2 separate regions of the Sus scrofa genome follow, and region 2 is linked to region 1. The links are chromatin contacts, called in public HiChIP or PLAC-seq maps. All regions are on one chromosome and are shown on one strand. The core of a region is the stretch at or near the end of the contact, and the rest is flanking DNA. Distances in the headings are between cores, read along the strand shown. Region 1 holds the start of TWSG1 (twisted gastrulation protein homolog 1). Region 2 holds the start of MTCL1 (microtubule cross-linking factor 1).

Evidence for each region. HiChIP or PLAC-seq counts read pairs in DNA pulled down with a chosen protein or histone mark.
Region 2: an H3K27ac HiChIP or PLAC-seq map of alveolar macrophages shows a contact between it and region 1. The contact joins the promoter of MTCL1 here to the promoter of TWSG1 in region 1. A contact is called at or near these places in 1 of 47 Hi-C or Micro-C datasets (embryonic fibroblasts) and 1 of 2 datasets of contacts at active chromatin or transcription factors (alveolar macrophages).

What each region holds. Positions count from the first base shown.
Region 1 is chr6:98,673,636-98,680,453 of Sscrofa11.1, reverse strand. It overlaps TWSG1 (twisted gastrulation protein homolog 1), which reads left to right and starts at 2,132. Exons shown (of 5, transcript XM_003127831.4): 1 at 2,132-2,375; 2 at 3,702-3,858. The coding sequence starts at 3,736.
Region 2 is chr6:99,172,621-99,180,060 of Sscrofa11.1, reverse strand. MTCL1 (microtubule cross-linking factor 1) reads left to right here and starts at 1,491. Exons shown (of 16, transcript XM_021096066.1): 1 at 1,491-1,767; 2 at 1,770-2,623. The coding sequence starts at 1,593.

The DNA of each region.
Region 1 (6,818 bases), core at 883-3,382:
TTCTGTGTGCTGCATGTGTGGCAGTAAAAAGAAAAAAGAAAAAGAAAAAAGAAAATGCAGACACGTGCAAAGAAAATCATCAATGACAAAAAATCACTCATAATCTCAACAAGAGATAACCACACTTTATACCCCATGGTTCTCTCTCCAGGCGTTTTAAAATAACAGTATTCACAGTTTTTAATTTTCTTTCTTTCTTTTCGTCTTTTTAGGGCCACATGCTCAGCATATGGAAATTTCCAGGCTAGGGTTTTGATCAGAACAGCTGCTGGCCCACGCTATAGCCACAGCAGTGCCAGATCAGAGCCACGTCTGCGACCTATACCACAGCTCATGGCAATGCTGGATCTTTAACCCATTGAGCAAGGCCAGGGATTGAACCTGTGTCCTCATGGATACTAGCTGGGTTTGTTACTGCTGAGCCACAACGGGAACGCCTACAGTTTTTAATATTAATCATTTGAAAAATACATATACTACTTTAAGATGTTGATATATTAGGAATATCTTTCCATGTGCTCAAAACTACTCATTTTGATTCTAATAAATTATTTGCCTTTCCATTCTCCTCTCACAGTATAGTTTTTTAGAGGGTACATAATACACAATATTGCAACAGTCTGAATGAAAATCCAGTTGCCTTCTATTATTTGACATTAAATAAACTGACGTAAAACAATATCACTTTTGTCACTTTTTTTGTTTTGGGATATACATACTTATTTTTCATAAACTATGTATTCATATTACCATATAGCAGAGTCTATTATTTTTAAATGAAATAATGAATAAATATTTCTTAAATTTCTCAGTTTTAATTTCAAAACTCTGAGATGTGGCATACGTAAACAAAACCTCTTTGGAGCCCTGATTAATAAGCGAGTGTGAAGGGGTCTTGAGACTAAAAAATTTGAGAACATCTGATCCACCATATTATTTTTTAATAGCTGGTTTAGCCCATTGCATGGGGTATCATAATTCATTTAATCAGTAAGCAATACCAAGAATAAAACCCTTAAAGATAAATTTGTGTTCATTCAATTATTTCTTTCAGATAATTTTCAGGGATGATTTTTAAAATGTATATTTACTTCCTGTACAAAAACGGACTAACATCAATAATTCAATCCACCCCCTCAGCCAGTCAACTCTTGCCATTCTTTCTGTTTTCCTCCAATGAAGCAAGGGCGATGTAGGCACTTAAGATCCTACCAGCTTAAGACTTTAGTTCTAAGTCAGCATTTCCCAGAGGGAAGTACTTCTGGATATTTTAGCCCGGTGGGCTCCAACTGAATCTCTCTGGAAACTTTAAAAAGCAAATTTCCAGGGTTGTGGGGAAGAACAGAGGGCCATTCTCGACCACCTTTATCTACATGCGAACTGTCAGTCACGGTCACACATGCTCCAGCAGCCCTCTCCTGCCACCTGCCCAGGTGTCCCCTGGTCGGTGTCCTTCTGGGTCAGCACCCCCGCGCCCCTGCTCTCTTCCAGGGCTGAGCACAGGGCCAGGCGCCCACTACGTGAACTGCTGGACGAAAGCTCTACTCTAGGAGATCCTTATTCCGGAGGTCTGAGGCAGCTCCCAGAAGTCTGAGCTTTTAATAAATCCTGCCTCCGTGAAGGGGTTCAGGTGTCAGCTGTACTGGGTACCGACTGGGTGCCTCAGTCTGGCATCCCTATAACCCAGCCAAGACCAGCTCCTTCTCAGGGTTCCTGTGAGGACCCAGCTCTTATGACCAGGATAAAGTGAATCCGAAGAGGGCTAGACCGAAGGGTCTGCAGGAGCCGAGGCCGGCTGAAAGGCGCAAGAGATGCGGGCGTGGAAGGAGGCGGGAAAGCGCTCTTGGGCGCCGGGGAGCTGTGTCTGGGGCGGGGTGTGGCTGTCGTGGGAGTAACCGCGGACGGGGCTGGGGGTCGAGGGCGTGGCGAGGCATCTTGTCGGGGCGGGTGAGAGCGTGGCCAAAGTCGGGGGTGGGGCCACGGGGCCTTAGGGCGCGCGGGCGGGGAGGAGCGTGGCGGGACCGGCGGGGCGGGGCCGTGGAGGAGCTGGTGGGGGCGGAGCCTGTAGGGCCGGGGCGTGGCGGACCAGGCAGGGGCGGACCAGGCAGGGGCGGGCCAGGCCGCGCAGTCCGGAGCGCCGGGGGGAGTGAGAGACGCCTCCTGGCGGGAGCTGGCGGCAGAGGGAGGGAGGAGGTAGAGGGAAGCGGGCCCGGGCACAGGCGGGGCGGCGGCGGGCCGGTGTCTGCGTCTCTCAGCGCCGAGGCTCGCGGGCGCTGCGCGGAGGACGGCGTGGAGGCGCGGCCTGCCTGCCTCCACAGCCCGCGGCGACACGCCGGGGACTAGGGCCAGGCGGCCTCGCGGCGCCGCGGCGCACGGTGAGCGGGCGGGCGGGCGCAGGGCTCGGGGTTCGGAGGCCGCGCGGACCGCGGGGGCCGGGAGGAAAGGAAGGGCCCGCGCGGCCTGGGCCGCGTCCGCGGGGAACGGCGTGGGGCGGGCGTCCTCCTGTCAGCGCCGCTCGCGGATGCGGGGCCGGCGCTTTGTTCCCCCTTGAAGGCTGCGTTACCTGCTGCGCCCGCGCCGCGTTTCCTTGAATACCTGTTCCGGGGAACTTGGGGAGTGGGATGAAGACGACCTTGGGAGGGGAAAATAATCCCCTTTTAGTGGCCGTGGGAAGGGAACGGTTCTGGAAAATGCTGAAATGCCTTCCTCCGCAGACTGGACTTCGCTTGCGGCCCCCGGCCCCCCAGCGTTACGCGAAGCCAAGGGGGCGCCTAACGGTCCTGGGGCCGGGGGCTCCCCGCCTCGCGAAGCCGAGTCCTGGACAAAGCCCTGGGTTCTCCTCCCCTTCTCGTTGCCTTTGCCTGGCTGTGCTCCCTGATACTAGAATAAAGGTTTACAGTAACCATAAAGGCCCGCAAAAGCACCTTTATCCGTCCTACTTCAGTAATTTATTTAATTGATTCTATTTTGGGGGTGCGCTTTAAACCCCAAGAAGTTACAGCTTCTCCTTTAAAGTGTAATGACCACGTGGGTTGTTTATCCACTGTCAGAATTTATGCTGGTCTTTTTTTTTTTTTCTTTTTGGACTTTAATATGTTCTTCAATAACTAGAATTAAAAGAATATCTTCACATTTTAATAAATTAGTGTCCTTAATGCAGTTAAGTTTACTCTTCCTTCTTTTATTCACTACTCCCACTGAACTGCTTTACTCTGGCTTAATTAATAGGCAAAATGAGAGAGTAATAAAACACTGGAATAATTTGGATTTTAAAATTTTGTTTTAATTCTAAGAATTAAAATATTGTAAAATGTTTTAAAATTATAATACAGTATTAATAGTATTGTCTTTACTGGCTTAAAGTTGAATCATGGGCCTGAAATCAAAGCTGAATAGTAGCAGTTTGGTAAGAAACTAGTTATTTGCTTAACATGTACATATACACACACACATTCACTTTAACTTTCAGTCACCATTTCTGAGTAGTCTGAGGAATTTCAGAAGCCTGTATTTTTGAAGATGGTTAACAAGATATTACTGTATAAAATTGTAGCTTTTTTTGATTCTTTCATCTTTCATTGAGAATAATTTTTAAACAGTCACTTTTGCCTTTTAACAAACAATGGGTCTTGGTTTATTTGTTTTACCCTTGCCTTTGAATTAAAGGTTGTTTTTTTTTTTCTTTTTGTTTGTTTGTTCAGCTTCCTGGGAGTTACTGAGTGTCTCTGAAGAAACATGAAGTCACTCTCTGTTGTTATGCTTACCCTGGTCATCCTGGTATTCCTGACATGGGTCCCTGTGTCCCTGAGTTGTAACAAAGCACTCTGTGCTAGTGATGTGAGCAAATGCCTTATACAGGTAGGACTAAAACTACTTTTTTACTACTATTAAAGTATATCAGAGTTCTCTCTGTGGCTCAGCGATAAGGAACCTGACTAGTATCCACTAGGACTAGTCAATCCCTGGCCTCGCTCAGTGGGTTAAGGATCTGGTGTTGCTGTGAGCTGTGGTGTAGGCTGGAAACTACAGCTCTGATTAAACCACTAGCCTGGTAACTTCCATATGTCATGGGCGCAGCCCTAAAAAGACAAAAACAACAACAACAACAACAACAAAAAACCCACCACAACCAACAGCAAATCAGGTATATTGTAGAGCAGATACAAAGTGCATATATACAGATAGACAGTGTCTGTAGAATACAGTGTAAGGGTGAATAGTAGGTCAGGGCCTGAGGTGCTGAGCCATGACACAATGGTCTGGGTTTTGTCCCCAGAATTCTTCTGCATACAAGCAAGGTCAGACTCAGGAAGTTCAGTACTGAAAATAATATTAAGCTTTGTAAACATGCCGTTACAAGGTGATGAGCATCTGTTCAGATGAATTAAAGGGTTTCCTTGTATAATCTACTTTATGTAGCAAAGAGTCTCACTCTATTTAGAAAAAAAATTTAGCTTGTCAGATCACAGACAAACTACCCAAATATAATGTACCAGCTGTCTGTTCTGTGTAACAAGCTACTCCAAACCGAGCAACTTAATGCAGCAAACATTTATTATTGACACAGTTTCTGAGAGTTGGGAGCCTGGGAGCAGCTGAGCTGGGTGGTTCTGGGTCAGGGTTTCTCAAGATTTCAGTCATTGGAGACTCTGTTTCCAAGATACTTGACAGTGATTTCTCAGCTGTCAAGGCAAGCCTGTGTGAAGAGAAAAGCGAGTTTAAGTCATTGGCTTAGTTCATGAAGCTAGTAAGTGGCGGTGGAGCGTGGCCTTTGTTTGACCCTTGAAGCCTTTGGCGTTTTTACCGCACATACTGGTTATTATTGTCCATAAAGTTGTGTTAATTAGTGGTGAACGTCATGTCTTTTCTAGCTGTTCTCCCCTTTCTCCTCTTGTTTAGACTGTTGGCAGTCTTGTGTCTTTTGTGTGTCTGTATTTGTTAGCCTCCCTTCTAGCTGTTGGCTAAGAAATTCAGTAGCCACACATACTAGAATTGTGTATAAAGTGTGACTCAGCTAGCTCTGGGCTGTAATCCTGACATGAAAGCATTTGTGTGTATGTACTAGAAGTGATCATGATTTCTATAGATGAGAGGCATTTTGTGCTGCTTTATGATGTTTTGGTCCTCACTGATAGTTAAAAATCTGGGAATCCTGGCCTTTGTGTGAGTGTGGTTACCACCATCTCATACTCTGTACTCTCACTTTGCATTTTACAAAAAGATTTAACTAGAGAAGTTGGTTGTTTCTTGTTTTTGTTTTTATTTTTTTACCGTGGATGATTCTAAGCGTAAATAGAAGAGAGAGAAGACTGTAGTGAACAGCAGTAACAATCAGCACTTATAGCAACCATTAACTCAGGGCTCCCCTTGTTTCACCTGTATTCCCCTCCACTGTCCACTCCAGCTCTGTTTAGTTACAAGCACATCAAATCCCTGATATTATTTTATCATAATTCCAATGTCTATCTCTTATTAAAGATAGAACTTTTGGAGTTCCTGTTGTGGCTCAGCAGTAATGAACCTGACTAGTATCCATGAGGATGCAGGTTCAATCCCTGGCCTTGCTCAGTGGGTTAAGGATCTGGTGTTGCTGTGAGCTGTGGTGCAGCTTGCAGACACAGCTGGGATCCTGCATTGCTGTGCATCTGGTGTAGGCCGGCTCTGGTTTGACCCCTACCCTGGGAACCTCCATATGCACTGGTTGTGACCCTAAAAAAGTGAAAGAAAGAAAAAAGAACTCTTTAAAACATAGCTATTAGCAATTTTTAAAAATACCAATAATTCTTTAATGTCATGCAGTTTTACATGGCATATCTGCTTAGGCTTGTGCTGGCTGAAAATTTTGTAGTCTTTATTGAAGTCCAACTTTGTACTGTGGTCAGAGGGGAATCAGTGCCTCTTCCCATGTTGTTTTAATGTAACTTCTTTATTCATTATTAGAACATCTCCTAACAATTGCTATATTCATATTTAAGTGGAAATCCACTTAAATCTCAAATTATTTTTTGACTCTACAAGTCTACAATTTCCATTTAATTTAAATGGTTAAAATTAGAATTTATCTAAAAGACCTTGCTTGGTAAAGGTAAGGGCTGCATACATTCTTACCACCTTGTGTGTGAATTCTAATTTCTCTGCATCCTCACCAGCACTTGTTATTATCTGTCTTTTTTCTTATAGGTATCTTGGTGTAAAGTGGTTTTGTTTTGCATTTCTGTAATGACTAATGCTGTTGAGCATCTTTTCATGTGCTTCTTGGCTATTCATGTGTCTTCTTTGGAGCAATGTCCATTTAGAAGCAATGCCCATTTTTTAATTGACTGACGTCTTTTATTGTTGGGTTATAAGAGTTGTTTTATAAATTCTGGGTTTGAGTGCCTTATCAGATATATGACTTGCAAATAAGTTCTCTCACCCTATGGGTTGTCTTTTCACTTCTTAATGATATTATTTGCAACACAAAAGTTTTCAATATTGATGGAGTCTAACATTTATTTGTTGCTTGTGCATTTGGTGTTCTAGCTAAGAAACCATTGCTTAACTCAAGCTTATAATATCTGCTTGTGTATTTTCTTCTAAGAATTTTATAGTTTTAGCTCTTATATTTAGGTCTGTGATTTATTTTGAGTTGATTTTTATGTATGGTACGAGGTAGGGGTCTGACCTTATTCTTTTGTGTATGGATATCCAGTTGTCTCAGCACCATTTGTTGAAGAAATTATTTTTTCTCTATTGCATTATGTTGGCATCCTTGTTGAAAATTATATTTGACCATAAATGTAAAAATTTATTTCTGGACTCTCAGCTGTATTCCACCG
Region 2 (7,440 bases), core at 242-2,741, 500 kb before region 1:
CCCAAGGAGCATTCAGGCTTCTTTTACACCGAAGGGGGGAGGGGTAGAGTCCTGGTTCAGGAGGGGATGTGTTAACTTCTTCCTTCCCGAGGCCATTCACAGGTGGGCCTGGTCAGGATGTGCCTTTGCAGTGTTTTAGCTTAAAGCACATCCCCTGGGAAGCAGTGTTCCCAGGATGGGCCATTAGGTATAATTTAAGCTTTTAGACAACCTCTCTTTAGTGATTACTATACAAAGGTTCTTCCCTGTTATACTCCAACACCTGGGACAAAAACTGCACTCAATGATATTGAAAAGCACTTTACAGTTTATAGCGTTTTCTCATACTACTGAGGCCGCACAAAACTCAGGTGGAAGTATTTTCTAATTATACAGGGCGGGAACAGAGGCTTGAAAAGCCCGTGGCTCATATTATAGCCTCTCCGGCAGCAGGATGGGCATTCAAGCTCCGGTTTCTCAGCGTGTGGGGATGGGGCCTGTGACGCCGCCAGCACACAGGGCTACAACCACTGTCTTCACCTCCCTCACCCACATCCTCATCCTCAAAGAAGACAGTAGTAATTCCGAGTTGGACTTGTTACGCTGATTAAATGAAACCGGGCCTGGGGAGTGTCTAAGAGGGCCTGACTCGCAGCCCACGCTGTAAACGTGAGTTCCCTTTCTGACCCTAAGCTTACACTATTCCGACAGCAGCTCCTCCTCTGAGCTCCAGAGGCCACTGGGGGTGCCAACTGTGGAGCACTGTGAGTCTTTGCACGCGACAGACAGCTGCGCTGGGAACCAGCAGTCCTTAAAGGAGTGTGGCTACCACTGCACAGCTGGAGAGGCCGGCAGGACAAAACTAAGGGGGCCCTGGAGGCAGGGCTGGAACAAGGCCCATGAGGGTCCTTGTTCAACCCAGCGAACGCGGGCGCCCCAAGGCGCGCCCCGCCGAGGGGCCCGCCCAGCCTTGCGGTCTATTCCCACCCCAGAGGGCAGTGCCCGCCCCCGGGCCCCACTTTACCTCAGCCCCTCCCCCTCCCTCCCCTGGGTCCTGCACTGTCTCCTTGGGCCTCCGAAAGGAAGAGGGTCCCGGGGCGGAGAGAGCTGGAGCCGCAACCCCGCCCCCACCGCGGCGCCGGCTGACGGGAGGCGGAACATGCGCACCCGGCGGCGGGCCGGAGCGAGAAGGGGGGGCGCAGGCCCGAGCGGGCGGCGCTGCGGGGAGCCGGCCGGCCGTGGGCGGGGAGCCGGGCGCAGGAGCTGGGAGCGCGCCGCCAGCGCCGCCGCCGGACGGGAGAGGGTGTGCGAGCCCGGCGCGCCGCGCGCAGGGGATGCGAGCGGCAGGGAGCCGCCGCGCCGCCGCGCCGGGAGAACGCGAGCGGCAGTGACCTCAGCCGGGGGAGACAGCCAGGCGACGGCGGCTGCGAGCCCGTGGGGATCCTCGGGGCCCGGGTGCGGGGGACGGCGGCGGCGCGGGAGCGCCGGGCGCAGACCGGGCGGGGCTGGCGGACAGTGATGAGCGGGCGCGCGGGGAGGCTGCACGCCGCTGCCGCCGCCGCCGCCTGGAGCATCAGCCGCCCGAGCTGCTGCTCGCCGCCGGGGCCCCGGCCATGGAGACGCTGAACGGCCCCGCGGGCGGCGGCGCCCCAGACGCTAAGCCGCAGCCGCCCAGCCAGCACCACCGCCACCACCACCTCCACCCGCTGGCCGAGCGGAGGCGGCTGCACCGCGCGCCCTCGCCTGCCAGACCCTTTCTCAAGGACCTGCACGGGCGGCCTGCGGCCCCAGCCCGGTCGCCCCCTCTTCGGGCCGAGCCGCGGCGCCCGCCGCCCCGCGCTCGCCCAGCCTCGCGGGCAAGGCGCCGCCCTCGCCGGGGCCCTTGGCCGCGCCCGGCCGCCTCTCCCGGCGCAGCGGCGGCGCCCCTAGCGCGAAGGACAAGCCGCCGCCGGGCGCCGGGGCCAGGGCAGCGGGCGGCGCCAAGGCCGCTCCGGGCCCCAGGAGGGCGGCGCGCGCGGTGCCCGCCGAGCCGCTGCCCCGGGTAGGGAAGCCGCCTCCCGGGGCCGAGCCGCCGTCCGCCGCTGCCAAGAGCCGAAAAGCCAAACGCGGCTCCGGGGCGGCTCCCGCCCGCACCACCGGGCCCCTGGTCCCCGCCGTCCCGGTCCCGGCCGTGATCCTCGCCGTGACCTCCGTGGCCGGCTCGCCGGCCCCCGGCTCGCGCATCAGCCACACCGACAGCAGCTCCGACCTCTCCGACTGCCCATCCGACCCCCTGTCAGACGAGCAGCGCCTACTCCCTGCCGCCAGCAGCGACGCCGAGTCCGGCACAGGCTCCAGCGACCGGGAACCCCTGCGAGGAGCTCCCGCAACAAGCCGCGCAGCTCGGGGGGCGCCGCCGGGCAGCCCGGAGCCCCCTGCCCTTCTCGCCGCGCCCACCGCCGCCAGCGCCTGCCTTGCGGGACGGAGCAGCCCGAGTGGGGTCCTTGTGGAGGATGCCGGGGGGCGCGCGCCGCTGGAGCGAATGGTCCCTGGGACCCCCAAGGAGCGCGGCCAGGGCGAGCAGCCCCGGCTGGTGCAGGCGGCGGAGGAGGAGGAGCTGCTGCGGGAGATGGAGGAGCTGCGCTCGGAGAACGACTATCTCAAGGTGCGCAGTTCGCCCGCCGCAGGTGTACCGGAGGCGACCCCGGGGTCGGGTGCGGGCGGGGACTCACGCTCGCCTCCTTCCGGGTCCCTAAAGCGCTTTTTTTCCTACTGCTTTTCACTTTCCTGTCCCTGCACACCCCAGGTCTTGGGAACTTGAGCCAAAACTTCTGGAAGGAGCAGCGAGACTCGTGGGTCCGGGCAGCTTCTCAACCCACTTAGCTTGTTTCTACAAGTCTCGCTTCTTTCCTCTGGTCTATTTGCCCCGTTGATGGGCCGCGTGGATTAGAGAGGCGGCTATAGTCCTTTGGGATTCACAGTGGACCTCCCCACCCCACCCTCACCTGTGGGAGCGGGTTGTCCCGGGCAGAAGAGCTTTGGTCCCGGCCCGGTGGGCTGACTGTGGGTTCCGGAGGGTGCGGGGGGCCCAGGCCGCAGACCTGCAGGCCACTTCTCCCGCAGTTGCAGAAAGCCAGGCCCCTGCGTGTCTTCCCTGGGACCTCAGACCTCACAGCACAGACAGCGAGGCCTCGCCCTTTTCAGGGGTAACCTACGGTTCAGAAGCCCCTAGAGTACGGCCTGGGCGGAGGGACCACGGTGTTGTGCTGGCCAGTCCTTTGTGAGCGTCCATCAGCCTGTTTTTCCATGTTAGAAGAGGCCACTTGGTTCCCTCCTCACGCCGGCACTTTCGAGGGAATCGCAGCCTCTGCGTCCTATCTGCGTGCTTCCTGGGGCCTGCTCTAAGTGGCTTCTTGGTCCTGTTAGCTTTGGGGCACAAGGCTGGCTGGCTCCATCTTTTCTCCCAGGAAAAGGCAGCGCTGCAGAAGGAAGGATTTGGACAGTGTTGGGGGGAGGTTGGGGCAAGCCTGGTAACTAGGAAGTGAGGGTAGTGCTGAAAGCAGCTGTTTTAATTTACTGTGATACTCAGATTAGGTACTAGCTAATAGTGTATGTCTACCCCCATTTCTATTATGGCTAGATAGCTGTCTCCTCCCGAACCTCCTCCCTCAGTGGCTTTTTGTTTTCTCTGCAAATGCTGACCCTCTCTGATGGAGGCCCATTGGGCCAAAGGGACTAAAGATGTGGGTTTTTTTTTTTTTTTTTTGGATGCACCTCGGCAGAGCTTCCGAGACCAGAGATTGAGCCTGAGGCACACCTGGGTCAACACCAGGTCCTTAACCTGCTAGGCCATCAGGGAACTCCCAAGAGGTGGGCTTTAAAGGGGCATGATGGTGAAGTCTGCAGTTCAGACTAGGATCAGAGCTGTGAACTGCCGAGTATTCCTAAACCCAGGCCACAGAAACTACTCTCACTGAGCCCAGTAGTTATCTTATCCTGATCAAAGAGGCAGCGAAGGAGAGAGATGGGAAGAGAGCAGATGGGGACTTGGCGTGAGATATTTCAAGTAGTACATTTACTTTTGTCACTGACTCTTATGTAATAGACTACAGAGTAAATTCAAAGGTGTCGAAGAGAAAGGGCCACTGTGCTGTGTGTGTGTATTGTGAAATCAGCCCTTTTGTAAATCCTGCATGGTCAGAAGCTCCCCGAGGGTGAGAAAGATCATCTTGTTGAGCCACGGAGCTTCAGCTCTTAGCCTAACCTCTGACTTTTGGCACTTCTCTGATTGAATGATGCTTACCCAGATCATGACAGCCGACCAACAGAAAATTGAGGTGTTTTATTTATTTTTTTAAAGCAAAGCTGTATCTCATTACATCTTTGATCTTCAGGTAGGCAGTCTGATGTTTCAGGGGCCATTCCTAGGTTGCTGGTCGATGGCTTTACTTTTTTTCTGTAGTTATCTTCTCAGTCAGGGAAACAGTGGCTGAGCCTGGAGTCTCGTCTGGTGTTACTTGATATTTCGGTGAATCTCACAACCATGTAGGGGATGATTGATTGTTGCTGTAGTTTCCACAACCCCAGTTTTCCAGATAAGAATGCTGGGAACCAAGAAGATGTAATGACTTGCCCAAGGTCATCCAGCTAGTAAGCCCTGCAGCGTGCACCCCCCCACCCCCTCCGCCCCAGGCAGACTCCCTGCTTCCATCAAGCCTGCTTTTCTCGGAGCCCACGCTTGCCTTAGAGTTGTTTTATTAGCTCAAAATGTTCCCAGTGTTTAGCTTTCCTAGGGGACCTCTTTTTAGGTGAAAGAGCCGCGACGAACACCCCTCCACCAGTCTGTGGACAAACAGTCCCATAAACCCCACTGGCAGTGTTTAATTTGTGGGAAATGTCAGCTGCCATTTCCTGTGGAGAAAGCCTCGTGGCCTAGGGCTTAGCACGCCTGGATCCACCTCCTAGCCTTTCCTCTGGAAGCAGGAGAGCGAAGTGAAGGCTAGGAAGTCAAAAGAATGGGTAGTTCCCATGGTGGCTCAGTAGTTAATGAATCTGACTGGGAACCATGAGGTTGCAGGTTTGATCCCTGCCCTTGCTCAGTGGGTTAACGATCCGGTGTTGCCGTGAGCTATGGATGCGGCTCAGATCCTGCACTGCTGTGGTTCTGGTGTAGGCTAGCGGCTGTAGCTGCGATTTGACTCCTAGCCTGGGAACCTCCATATGCCGCAGGAGCGGCCCAAGAAAAGGCAAAAAGCAAAAAAAAAAAAAAAAAAAAAAAAAAGAATGATCACAAGTACATGTGTGGGAGTTCCCGTTGTGGCGCAGTGAAAACGAATCCGACTGGGAACCATGAGGTTGCAGGTTTGATCCCTGGCCTGGATCAGCGTTGCTGTGAGCTGTGTGTAGGTCGCAGACACGGCTCAGATCTGGTGTGGCTTTGGTGTAGGCTGGGGGCTACAGCTTGGATTCAGCCCCTAGCCTGGGAACTTCCATATGCCACAGGTGCGGCCCTAAAAAGCAGACCCCCCCCCCCCCGCAAAAAAAAACCAAGTACATGTGTGACTTTTGGCTCTTCAAAAGCTTCAGTGACTGTAGTTGGATTTGGGAAAGACAAGAATCCTGGCAGACCTCTCTAAGAGTCAGTGAGCCTGCCCGCTTGTGCAGAATCCAGGGTTGAGGGCACTGGTGATCTGGGGGGGCAGGGGCAGTGACTTTTGCTGAAGGCCTGCCTTTGCACGTGGGGTTTAGAGCGTGCACGTTAAAAGCCAAAAGTTCTCTTTGTTGCTTCTGTTCTCAGTAGTACTTTTATTTTTTCTTTCTTTTTTTTTTTTTCTAGTGGTACTTTTTTAGCCGGTAGCTAGAAGGGAGTCCTTGACCCATGGCTTTTTAAAGGAACGTTGCACAGAACTCTAGCAATTAGAAAGCATTCCTTGATTCACATGGTACCTGACAAGAGGAGACTCTATGCAGAAATTCTAGTTTCATCTCTTCTGGAGGCTAGTGAGCATATTACGTGTGACAAGCTTTTCCTGAGTCAGTTCTGTCACCGTTATGGTACAAGTCTCACAGTTTCAGAGCTCGAATGGCCTAGGAGTAACCACCTCCTCAAAACCTTAGGAGGTATTATCGAATGGGAAATTCAAGTGAAATTTTCTTGGGTTTTAGCCAGACTGCTGTATTAAAAAAAAAAAAAAAAATCAACTGTCAACAGAAGTGCCCCACCCCCCTCCCCATTCTCTTGTGCAGTGTGGAGCTGTACGGGGCCACCCTGACCCTGCTCCCTACTGTGTCACAGGCACCAAGGTGACCAGATGAAAAATGCATAAGTACTTGATCCAGGTAGCTGGCCCTTTGCATGAAAGCACACTCAGGAGAGTGCTCTTGACCCTTGACCTCGAGGAACGCACATGTAAGGGGAAGTTTTCAGGAACTAGGGCTCGAGATTGAGGTCAGTCATCCACAGGCCTTTGCTTCTTTCCCAGACCAAATCCTGTATGTTCTGAGTGATGAGTGCGTCCCCCTCCCCGCCCGCTCGCCCCCTTGGTGTTTTGCTCCAAGACAATCAGACCAGCCCTCGTGCTCTTTGTGAACAGTCAAATTACGTTCTGTTTCCATAGGCTTTTCAGGAGGGTTTCAGCACTTCGAGTTTATTGGCCTCTTTTGAAAATGCTTTTCTCCTTGTTGGGGATGCCACCCCCAAATAGTGCACTCCCAAGTGCTCATATTAGCGTGGGAACAGCTGCCTAGTTTGCGCTGCCTTTTCAGTTATTTCATGAGACTTCTTAAAGAAGTCGGTACTAGCTAAAGAGCAGGTACTGTTGGAGTTCCCGTCATGGCTCAGTGGCTAATGAATCCAACTAGGAACCATGAGGTTGTGGGTTCGATCCCTGGCCTTGCTCAGTGGGTTAAGGATCTGGTGTTGCCTTGAGCTGTGGTTTAGGTTGCAGACATGGCTCGGATCACGCGTTGCTGTGGCTCTGATTAGACTCTTAGCCTGGGAACCTCCCTATGCCTTGGGAGCGGCCCTAGAAAAGGCAAAAAGACCAAAAAAAAAAAAAAAAAAAAAAAAAGCAGGTACTGTTGGGTTCCTGGGGAGGAATCACTGGTGAGGCCCTCTGGGGATTAGAAGCCATCCTGCTTCTCACTTGGAGAGGCTGAGCTTCAGGGTCTGAGATGATTTGGTTAAACTTGGTGGCCTGGATTCCAGGAGCTCAGCGTGGCCTGGAAGGGGGAGGGGGACAGTCCCAAGCAAGGCTAAACAGTTCTGAGCCTGAAGTGCTTCAGCCCCCGCCCCGCCCCCTGGCACCTCCTCCCTGCTTGGGGGGCTGGGGTTAAAAGTAGACAGGGTCCCTCTTCTTTCCTGATGGTCTGCTTTCCACACCCCTGTATCCAGTCTGTGAGAAAAAGCGGTTGTAACAATCTTAGGTGACAAGATGATGTCGACCAGTGCCCAGGGGACCATCAGCTGCTGGAGGCACTGTC